Regions from separate parts of the Sus scrofa genome. Here region 2 is linked to region 1. Evidence: chromatin contacts called from public targeted proximity ligation data. All regions are on one chromosome and are shown on one strand. The core of a region is the stretch at or near the end of the contact, and the rest is flanking DNA. Distances in the headings are between cores, read along the strand shown. Region 1 holds the start of ATP6V0C (V-type proton ATPase 16 kDa proteolipid subunit). Region 2 has its middle 30 kb from the start of ABCA3.

Region 1 (4,964 bases), core at 1,504-4,003:
CTCGGGGACATCAGGGTCCCCCCTGCACCTCTCTACTTCCCCCCACAGCCCTTCCTTTATTCCTAGAAGTCCCCACCTTCACAATGACAGGCCAGGGGCTCGTGACAGTGAGAGTCCAAGCCAGGAGGTGCCTAGCTGTGAGGGAGAAGGCAGAGGTGTGTGTCCCTGGCCATTCCCTTCCATATCTCTGGTGCCGGGAGGCCCCAAGAAAGATGACCTGGGTCCCTCCTGACCCTGTCACTGGTCACCAGACACTCCCTGAGCGCTCATGCAGGAAGTAGGAGGGGTGTTGCAACTCATGGGCCCGTCTCCTTGTCCACAAAGTGAGGGTAGGGGTGGCGTCTTCCCCCAAGGCTCCCTCGAGGATTAACTAACACCCCCAAATGCTTAGGGGATGCTGAGGGCTCCACAACGGAAGTGGCTTGTCAGACGTACCCTTTAGGGTCGCGTGGCTACGGGGTGAAGCAGGCTGGGCAGGGGACCAGGTCAGAGGCTGTGAGAAGACGCAGGCCAGAAATGAAGCCCAGCCTGAGGGGTGGGGGCAGACCTGAGAGCCGGGAAGCCGCAGACGCACCGGGCCTGGTGGGTAATGACGAGGGAGCCGTGACTTGGAGGCTGCTGGTGCTAGCAGCTGGCTGGCTGGATGTGCCTTTGGCCGGAAATGGAAAGAACCCAGTGGAAGCTGGTCATGTGGGAGGAGGGGAGCTCAGGTTGAGACGTGCTGGTTTGAGCTGTCGGCGTCCCCACTGGAGACCCATGGTGACCTCTTACACCAGAACTCAGGGAGAAAGCCAGAGGATGGTGAGCCAAGCCCACCTGCCCTCTAAGCCTGCGGATGGAACTGTCCCCGACCTCCTGGGCTCTGGGGTCTGCGCTTTTGGTGGCGCCATATCCCGAGGTGGACTGTCCTGCGCCTCCGCTCCTTAGTCTGTGGCCTCCCTGGCCCCTCAGCCAGTGCAGCTCCCTGGTCTGGACTCTCCTGACCCTGGACCCTTAGTGCCTGGGAGTTATGGGGGCTGGGCCTGGCCTAGGCACTTGGGCATTTGCTCGCCCAGAGGGCTTCAGGTCTGGAAAGGTGCAGGTGATCACCCAGGGGCAGGGCCCAGCAGAGGGAGTCACGGAAACCTGGGACCTGCAGGGAAGCTGAGGAGGCCACTGCCCTTGCTCCTGTGACTCCAGGAAGGAACGAGGGCATCGGGGCACATGCAGGTGAACTTGGAGAGAGTGGCGGTGTGGTGTGGTGGACAGCAGGCCGTGGCAGCAGAGGGGGCCATTCAGAAAGCCTGAGCCACGTTCCTCGGTTTAGAGAAATGGCAGTCGCCATCCCCCTTGGCAAGGACAAGGAGCTGAGGACACTGAATGAAGATTCCTCTTTCCAGAAGTCAGAGTCAGGGCGAGGAAGACAAAGGCAGAGGGCGGCGTGGAGGGCTCTAGCAGAATGGTGACCTCCTCTCTTTTGGGACAGGACGGACACAGCCCTCCAAGGGCTGCACGTTTGGGGGCAGGGGCAGGGGCAGACCCAGACTCACCAAGAAGGGTCTGAAAGCGGGTCTGAGATTCCATCGGGAGGACCAGGCCGGCGGAGGTGACCCCACCACCCACATGGAGAAGGCTGATGACAGCTACCACCTGGGTCACTGGCGGAGAGTGCTTCTGTGTCGGAACAAGGGCTTGGAGCTCAAGGGAGACCCAGGACCAGATGGCAGCCACCCAGGGTGCCTGAAATGGAGGGAACAAAGGGCAAAGGGATCCAGAACTGGTGGGTAGAGATAAGGCAGCTAGTTGGGGTGCCAGGAGGGCCACATGGGATCATCCGGGCAGTGCCAGTCCCAGGCCAGGCTGCCTGCTGGGCTGAGAGGAAACCTTTTACTGCTGCCCCAGAAATAAGGGCAACCCTGCATGTGCGGGACTTGTGTGGGACAGGCAGAACAAGGACCCAAGATGTAGAAATTTGGGGAAGACTTCTCAGGTCGCAACACCGACAGGGCGCCAAACCAGTCATGCCTACATTTTGAAGGGCAGAGACAACCCCGCTCCTCAGCTGCAGTCTGGGTCCTTGATACAAAAGAGGGAACAGAGGCGGGTAAAGGGGCTCCTTGTCTATGGAAGCCAGGGTAGCAATCACCGATTGCCAGGTTGGGGACTGGTAGGTCTGGAGCAGACGGAGGACGGCGTCTAAGGGTTGGGGAGACCCGAACCGGGAACACAGGAAGGCTCGGGCCAGAGACCAACCAGACAGCAGGGTGGCAGAGGCTTCCCTGGGGGCTGCCGAAGAGGCCGGCGCCCGGTTCACAGGATTTGGCTCCGCCTGCTCGGACCCTCGGATCGCCCCAGGAGGTATGAGCACGTGCGAGGTAGACCGCAGTCTTGGGTTTCTGGGGGCTGGGCCGAGAGAACGCCGTGGCCGGGCTCCACACAGAGAACGCAAAGAAAAGCTTCGGTCGGAACCGAATCCTGGATAGCGCAGCCGCAGAGGAGGCGGGGCACCACGAGCACCGCCCTATATGCTAACGAGGCGCGCCACTGTCCCGCCCCGGCCCAGGGACCGGACTGGCCCAACGCCGCGGGGTTCCAGAGGCCGACCTTGCCGGACAGCGCACCTGGGAAGGCCGAGGTAGGGCGGAGCGCTCGGGTCCGGGCCGGCGGGGTGACAGCACAGTGCGGGGGTGGCCAGCGGGCCTCTAGGGCGCCCCCCGGGCCATGACGCCCCCCCACCAGCGCGAAGTGGTACGGTCCGCAGGGGCGGGGCCCGAGTCATGTGACGCGGCAGCGGCCGCCATTTTGTTCTGCGGTGCTGGTATTTAGAGCGCAGCGGCTGACGGGCCGGATCCCCTTCGCAGCCGCTTCAGCGCTCGCTTCGCGCACCTCGCAGCCTGCCGCGCCCGGCCCGGCCTCGTCCCCGCCTCGACCTGCTGAGCTCGCCCCCTCCCCACCCGCAGACATGTCCGAGGCCAAGAGCGGCCCCGAGTACGCCGCCTTTTTCGCGGTCATGGGCGCCTCGGCCGCCATGGTCTTCAGCGGTGAGCGCCGTGGCAGGAGGGACCCGGGGGGTGGGGGCGCGCGAGGCTTGTGCCCGCTCCTCGCCCGGGGTTCGGCATGTGACGTCAGTGTGACGTAATTTCGAGCCGTTAGGGGGTCCCGGGCCTCACGTGACTGCGGGCGGGGGTCGGGGCCGCAGGGAGCCGTAAGGTGTCTGGAGCGCAGGGCGTGCGAGCTGGTTCCCAGTCCGGGTCCTAGGGTCTCCCGGGGTCCCGGGACCGCAGCCCGGCCAGCTGGCGGTATCGGTGCGGGGGTGGGGCGGCGGCGCCGCTGCCATCTTAGCCCCTGGAGAGGCGGGGGCAAGGCTGGGGTGGGGGCGCGCGGTCCTGCGCCTGCTCTGCACCCGCTCCCCCGCCCCAAATCCTGCGGGCAGGTGTGACATCACACCTAGTAGAGCTCCCCCGACGCGGAGCCGACCCCCCGTCCGTGGGCGGTGGGGGATCCAGCCCTGGCATTCCCCGCCAAGTGCACAGCCCTCGCCCTGTGGAGGCCTGCTCCCCGCCCCCCCGCCTCCCGGCAGGGGTCAGGTGGGTCTGCACCCAGGCTGGTGCTTCCGGTTAGGGCATGTCGGTGTTTCCCAATACTGAAGGCTGCGTGGGTTGGTTGGTTAGGGAAGCCTGGCTGAGGGGTTGGTCTTAAGAGCCGGCAGAGACCTGGGAGTGGGAGTGGAATTGGGGGCTGTGGGGGGCGGGGGTCATACAGGCAGAGGGGGCATCACGGATGTCTGGGGGGCAGGCCAGTGCCAGCACTGTGCGTGTGTGTGGACACTCGTCTGAGTGGGCGAGGTGGCGTGGAGCCTCAGCGTTGAGGGGATTGGGTCGTTTCCAGAGAAGGAACTGCTCAGGCCCGAATGAATGAATGACCTTTCTCCCCTTCCCTGAGGCCTGGAACTGGGAGGGGCTGCCTTCGGAATGCTGAGGGGCCTTCCAGGCTTCTTGATGGTCCCCTGGTTTTGAAGCCGAGTCTTCGCAGTCCTGGGGGTGTCAGATTCTGTGCAAATTGGCCAGTGTGGGAGAAGGGCACTGGGCCAGGCAGAAATGTGGGACCCAGGGAGTCGAGTCCTGACCCAGCTCCGGCCCCCGAGGACTGGTCTGGCCTGGTCTGGTCGAGGCCTCCTCGGGTAGGTCTGGTTTTGGGCTTTGATGACTCGCCCTGCCCCACCCTATGTGGTGGACTGCGGAGGCTCCCTGTGCAGGTATGTGGCGGGATTGAACTCCAAACAGCTCTGCTGACTATAAACACTGGTGGGGTGGGGGCTTGGGGGCCTCCCTCTGCCCAGACCTGCCTGCCTGTCACAAGCTGCTGAGTGAGCCATGCCCTTCCCGTCATGTGCGAATAAGGGGTCATTTGTGGTGGGAGCCCTGTCCGTACTTCCCCTTCCCCCGGGGCGACGCCCACTCTTTCCACATCCTCAGGAGCTGCCTGCCCTCCAGGCTGTCCAGCAGCCAGCCCTGTCCCCTTTTCCTCCAGCCTTTTCTGCTCTTTGCATCCACACAGCACCCGGGGATTGTCCTTTGCCTGGTGTCTGCCAGTCACCATTCCACAAATCTTCACTGAGTTCCAACTCTGTGCCAGGCACTGGGGACCGTGAGTGAACAAAAAAAGATCCCTGCCCACATGGAACTTGAATTCTGGCCGAGGTTGCCCTCGAACCCCTTTACCTGTGTTCGGCTCCTGGCCTCACTCCAGTCACCGGGGGCCTCTCTTCCTCACCTTTTAGAACTTACTTGGTACTTCTGAACGGGGCGTGACCAGCAGGTGTTAGGTCTGCCTGCCCCGTGCTCCTGGGAGTTAGGGCTGCCTGCTCTTGTTGGCTTGTGTGCAGCTTCACTGCTGTTCCCCTCCCCATGCGGGGCTTGACCTGGCCCCAGGGGAGCCAACGAGTCACTCAGCCAATTGGGTCAACTTCTGCCTCCGTTTCTTGC
Region 2 (4,964 bases), core at 781-3,280, 120 kb before region 1:
AAAAGAAAGCAATGTAGACGAGATTCCCAAAAGAAGACCCGCTTCCAGCGTGAACAAGTTCTCTAGTTACAAGCCGGGAAACAAGAAGGAGCAAACTTGGGCACGGATTAGTGACCTGTCTGAGCCACGGGACCAAGGCATAGGGGTCTCACGGCTTCTGGGTCCCTACAGGGAGGCAGGAACGCTGCCTGCTAAGCATTCTAAGGAAGAGTCATTTCCGGGGAGAATCCTGTATTAGCCAGTCAGATGTGAGGGCAGTCGACTGTAGAAGCGACGTCTCTCATCCGAGCGGTTATATTTCCTCGTGGATTTCGTTTCCCTTTTGGTGGTTTTAACCATGGCGAGAATGGAGCCATCATTTCCTCTACTAATGTGGACAAGAACTGTGTTCGCTCCACCACAGCCCTAAGTGCCACCCAGCTGAGCACAGGACTACCAGAGCCTGCAGAACCCACAGAGGTTTAGGCTGTCGGCATTTGACGCTGTGCTCCCGCTGCCGAGCGCAGCGCCAGGCACTCACACAAGATGCACCCATTCATTTGCAGAATGAAAGACATTTGCCATCCCTTGGGTGAAAAGCTGGCCGCCCCATTTCTCCTGTGGTAGAAAGCGGAGAGTTGGGCAGCATCTGCCTTCCCAGCAGCCACACACTGACTGGGTTTTTCTCTCTCTAGTTCTAGGCCACCCTTCGGTGCCTTCATTTGAAAAGTACATAATTCAGGATCCCAAAGCTGCCTACGTATTGACTGAAATTGTTTTTGATCATAGCTTCGATGGCAGCAGTGAACTTTTGCCACCTAAGGTAAGGGGCATCTTTTCTATCAGGCCTTGTGCCACTCAGCCTTGAGCACGAGTTCACTAAGGAGTCTTGTTACCAGAGCTGCCCCTCGTCTGCTTTGTCAGCTGCTGGCCATCTTACTTCCAGAGAAGATAAGAAGATACTTCTTATTTTATGTCTTCCATCCTGGACTTGGCAATCCCTTCCAGTTTCCAGATTCTCTCAAAGAGAAGACGTTTTGTGGAGCACGTCTCCTTCCTGAGGGTACAGGACAGCATATGTTCAACTGCTGGATTACAGAAGTGAGCCCTGGTGCCATACTCCATAGACTGGAGGCCCAGCTCTGCAGCGTCCTACTGTGTACCTCTGGGACAGTCACTAACATTCCTGGTCCCCAGTTTCCTTATCAGTATGGTGGGATTAATAGTGGTTCCTAACTCGGAGAACTATTGGGAAGAGTAAATGAATTGATGCCTATAAAGTGCATGGAGCCCGGAGCAGAGGCCTTTTCCAGAAGTGATAGTTACTGTCATTATTTCTGTCCTCGCAGACGGCAGATGTGGTAGATTCATTTGTTTAAGGAAAAGGCAGTATTTTAAAAATCAGAATACTTGGTTTCTGTTTCCGGATGAGAAAACCACTAGTGTATAGCTTTTGTATTGTGCTGTACAGTCTGCCAAAAGTCAATAGCTAGAACTTGCATGGGGTGTTGGTAGATGGAGACAAAGCATTTTTCAAACACTTCCTGATGCCAGGCTCATCACAGGGGCTGTCTTACTTGATCGCACCTACCTCTTGAGGTAGGTACTATTAACATCATTCCTGGAGTTCCCTGGTGGCCTAGTGGTTAAGGATCCAGTGTTGTCTCTGCCGTGGCTTGGGTCACTGCTGTGGCACGGGTTTGATCCCTGGCCCTGGAACTTCCACGTACCATGGGCGTGGCCAAAAAACAAAACTAAGCATCACTCCCATTTTACTGATGAGGAAGCTGAGGCAAGAAGATTAGGTTACTTGCCCAAGGTGCCATGGCTATTCATTAGGAAATTGGGCTTTGAATCCAGGTGGTCTGGCTCCAGAGCCTGCCCTCGGAACCGTTCTGCAGCACTCCTTTCATGATGGAGACTCAGAACCCATTGTCTGTTTCTTAGGAGGGTCACAGCAGGGTGCAAGGAGGACCACCACCACAGTGTGCTGCCCAGAGGGACATCTGCCACGCGGGTGCCTTTCCTCTAGTCGTGGCTGACATCGGGCACACCCTCGCTCCATCCTGTTCCTCTTCTGAGTTTCATGATCTCATGACTGATTATTTGCTTCTCTTTATTCTTCGTAGGTTAAGTATTAGTTGTGCTTCAGTTACTTTCAGAGGAATTACGTATCCCTGAGGATAACGTTCCATCCAGATGACTTTCGAGGCTGGAGCACATCCTTTCTTTACCCTCCTAACCTAGGCCAAGGACCCTGGGACTATGGGCATTCAGATGGGGGAGCGCCTGGGGAGGAGGCCCCTATGCTTTTCCATGAGCAGAGCCACTTTTGTACCATATTTATAACGCTCTCTGTGTGGTTTTCGCTGTTTGAACACTTGGAGGTTGAAGGAGTTATGTTTAGAAATGTGGCCTTCGGTGAAATGCTTTCATTCTAGAGTAAGCTAGACCGGTAGTTATGCATTTGATTGTTTTATGATACTCAATTGTTTGAGGAAGGATGGAAGCATTTTATAGGAACGAGTGCCTTCTTTATGTTTCTGTATGTGTTAACTTTTCTGTTTAAAAAAAATGTGTATTTGCTTTTAGCTTTCTGCAGGCTACAGGAGAAGAATGGGACAATGTAGACACCTGCTCCTCCCTCCTTCACAGTAGGCCTCATTTTCTTGCCTGAAGGTCCACGAACCAGGCTGCTCTTGGGCTCATGCCCTCCGCTTCACTGTCACCTTTTGGCCTCCCTTTTTGTGAGGGTTTAGGGTGACTGTCCTCTAGGGAACTAACTGATTTATAACATTAAGCTGACAGTCTGTACCACCTTGTTGAGTGACCACAGAATTGACCTGGAACTTTCAGCTTTAAACCCACCACGTGGGAATCTAAGTCCCAGGGTTTTCGTGTGATTCTAGAAAAGACATCAGCAGTTCCGCAATAGAACTTCTACATGCAATCAAGAATATGTAACCGTTCCCAGAATTTTACCATCAACGACGTGTTCCTGCCTTTTTCATCCTGACAGATCTGGCGGCCTGCCTAGGTCTAGGCCATCAGAAGCCCTTAATCTCCTCTGTTCCAGTGCTGCCATGTCCCCTGCTTCTCTGCCTGTATGGAGGGCTGGTGACCCTTGCTTGGAAGTGGGGCCATTATCTCTTAGAAAACTCTGGAGCCGAAACTCGAAACTCTTTGCCTTTCAATCCATTGTTCCCCAAAGCCAACCTCAGCACACCAACTGTGCTCTACTGAAACGAGGGATTGCTTATGGGTAAAGATAGTTTTTGAGGCTTGGCAGGCAAATTGAGTAACCCTAACCCTTGGACACAGCAGTGACAACTCAGAGACAGGTCGCAGCAGGTGAGGAGAGCTGTGTCTTCCAAGTGCTCTGAATTTAACGATCTCACATGTGCCAGCTGGGCACAACTGCAGAACAGACCCCCTTTCCCAGAAGCCCGAGTACTTGGAATAGAAGATGTAGCCCCTCCTGGGAGAGTGTTGTGTTGGATATTCCTTGGTTTGTCTGCCCAGAACTCCTGTATCCCACTTCCTGATAGAGGACACCCCCACTCGGCCACCAGGGTCCTGTCGTGACTTTCTGCTCTTTCTTCTATACTGTAACATCTTGGCTATAGGAATGCCTTTTCTTTTTTTTTTTTGTCTTGCTATTTCTTTGGGCTGCTTCTGCGGCATATGGAGGTTCCCAGGCTAGGGGTCGAATTGGAGCTGGAGCCACCGGCCTACGCCAGAGCCACAACAACGCGGGATCCGAGCTGCGTCTGCGACCTACACCACATCTCATGGCCACGCCGGATCGTTAACCCACTGAGCAAGGGCAGGGACCGAACCTGCAACCTCATGGTTCCTAGTCGGATTCGTTAACCACTGCACCACGACGGGAACTCCCAGGGCTTGGCTTTTCTACTCCTCTCTGTGAGGAATGTCTAGTCATGACCCATCGGAATTATCAGGTGTTTGGCATCTTCATTCTTAATCTCTTCTGCTTGACGTCCACTATTTTCTCACACAGGATACAACAAAGAGGGCTCGCTGGCCATACAGCATGCAACAGATAAAGCCGTCATGTGGCATCACGCTCCCAGCGAGACAACCAAGATGTTTGAGAGTCTCAATGTCCTTTTATTTTGTTTAAAAAATTTTTTTTGTCTTTTTGCTATTTCTTGGGCCGCTCTCGCGGCTTCCCAGGCTAGGCGTCCAATCGGAGCTGTAGCCACTGGCCTAAGCCAGAGCCACAGCAACGCGGGATCCGAGCCGCGTCTGCAACCTACACCACAGCTCACGGCAATTCCGGATCGTTAACCCACTGAGCAAGGGCAGGGATTGAACCAGCAACCTCATGGTTCCTAGTCGGATTCGTTAACCACTACGCCACGACGGGAACTTCTCAATGTCCTTTTGAAGAGATTTCCACATGGAGCCTATGTCCAGGATAGTTTCTTCCTGGTCCTTCAGAATGAGTCCCCTCTTCTCATGCTCAGTTTCATCTGCACTGAGCTTATCACCATCAATTCCGTTGCACTGGAGACAGAGAGAAAACTGAAGGTAACTCCATCTTTGTCAGATGTGTGCTTCTCCCTGGACAGGAACGTATGGGAGCTGCTAACACCAAATGGCCAGAGTCGGAGTGCAGCCAAGGCGGGTAAGAGGTTGCTTTAGATATCAGAGCTTCCAAGGTGAGTTGGAACTTGGGTATTCTTTCATCATTTTAACCTGCTTGCATCTCAGGCAACACCATCCATTATTACAGGAATTCCTGCTTTCAGACTGGGAATGTCCAGCCTAGTGGTTCCTAATTTGCTAGCACACTGCCTCACACATGACAGGTATTCAGAAAATGCTTGTGGAATGACTACCTGATAAGCCGGAATTAACACAGCCGCATTTTGCCGCAGGGTGGAAGGGAAGCATGCTCTAGGAAGACACAACTTCTCTGGGAAGACAAGGTCGCTCTTGCTGAGTGGCTCTACTTTCTG

What was found.
Region 2: a contact with region 1 is called in a targeted proximity ligation map of alveolar macrophages. A contact is called at or near these places in 4 of 47 Hi-C or Micro-C datasets (embryonic fibroblasts, epiblast stem cells, omental adipose tissue and 1 more) and 2 of 2 datasets of targeted methods (alveolar macrophages and skeletal muscle).

Annotation. Positions count from the first base shown.
Region 1 is chr3:39,536,493-39,541,456 of Sscrofa11.1, reverse strand. It overlaps ATP6V0C (V-type proton ATPase 16 kDa proteolipid subunit), which reads left to right and starts at 2,753. Exons shown (of 3, transcript XM_003124744.4): 1 at 2,753-3,020. The coding sequence starts at 2,942.
Region 2 is chr3:39,656,282-39,661,245 of Sscrofa11.1, reverse strand. No RefSeq gene overlaps it. Among named protein-coding and RNA genes, the nearest start is that of ABCA3, 30 kb to the left of the region's middle.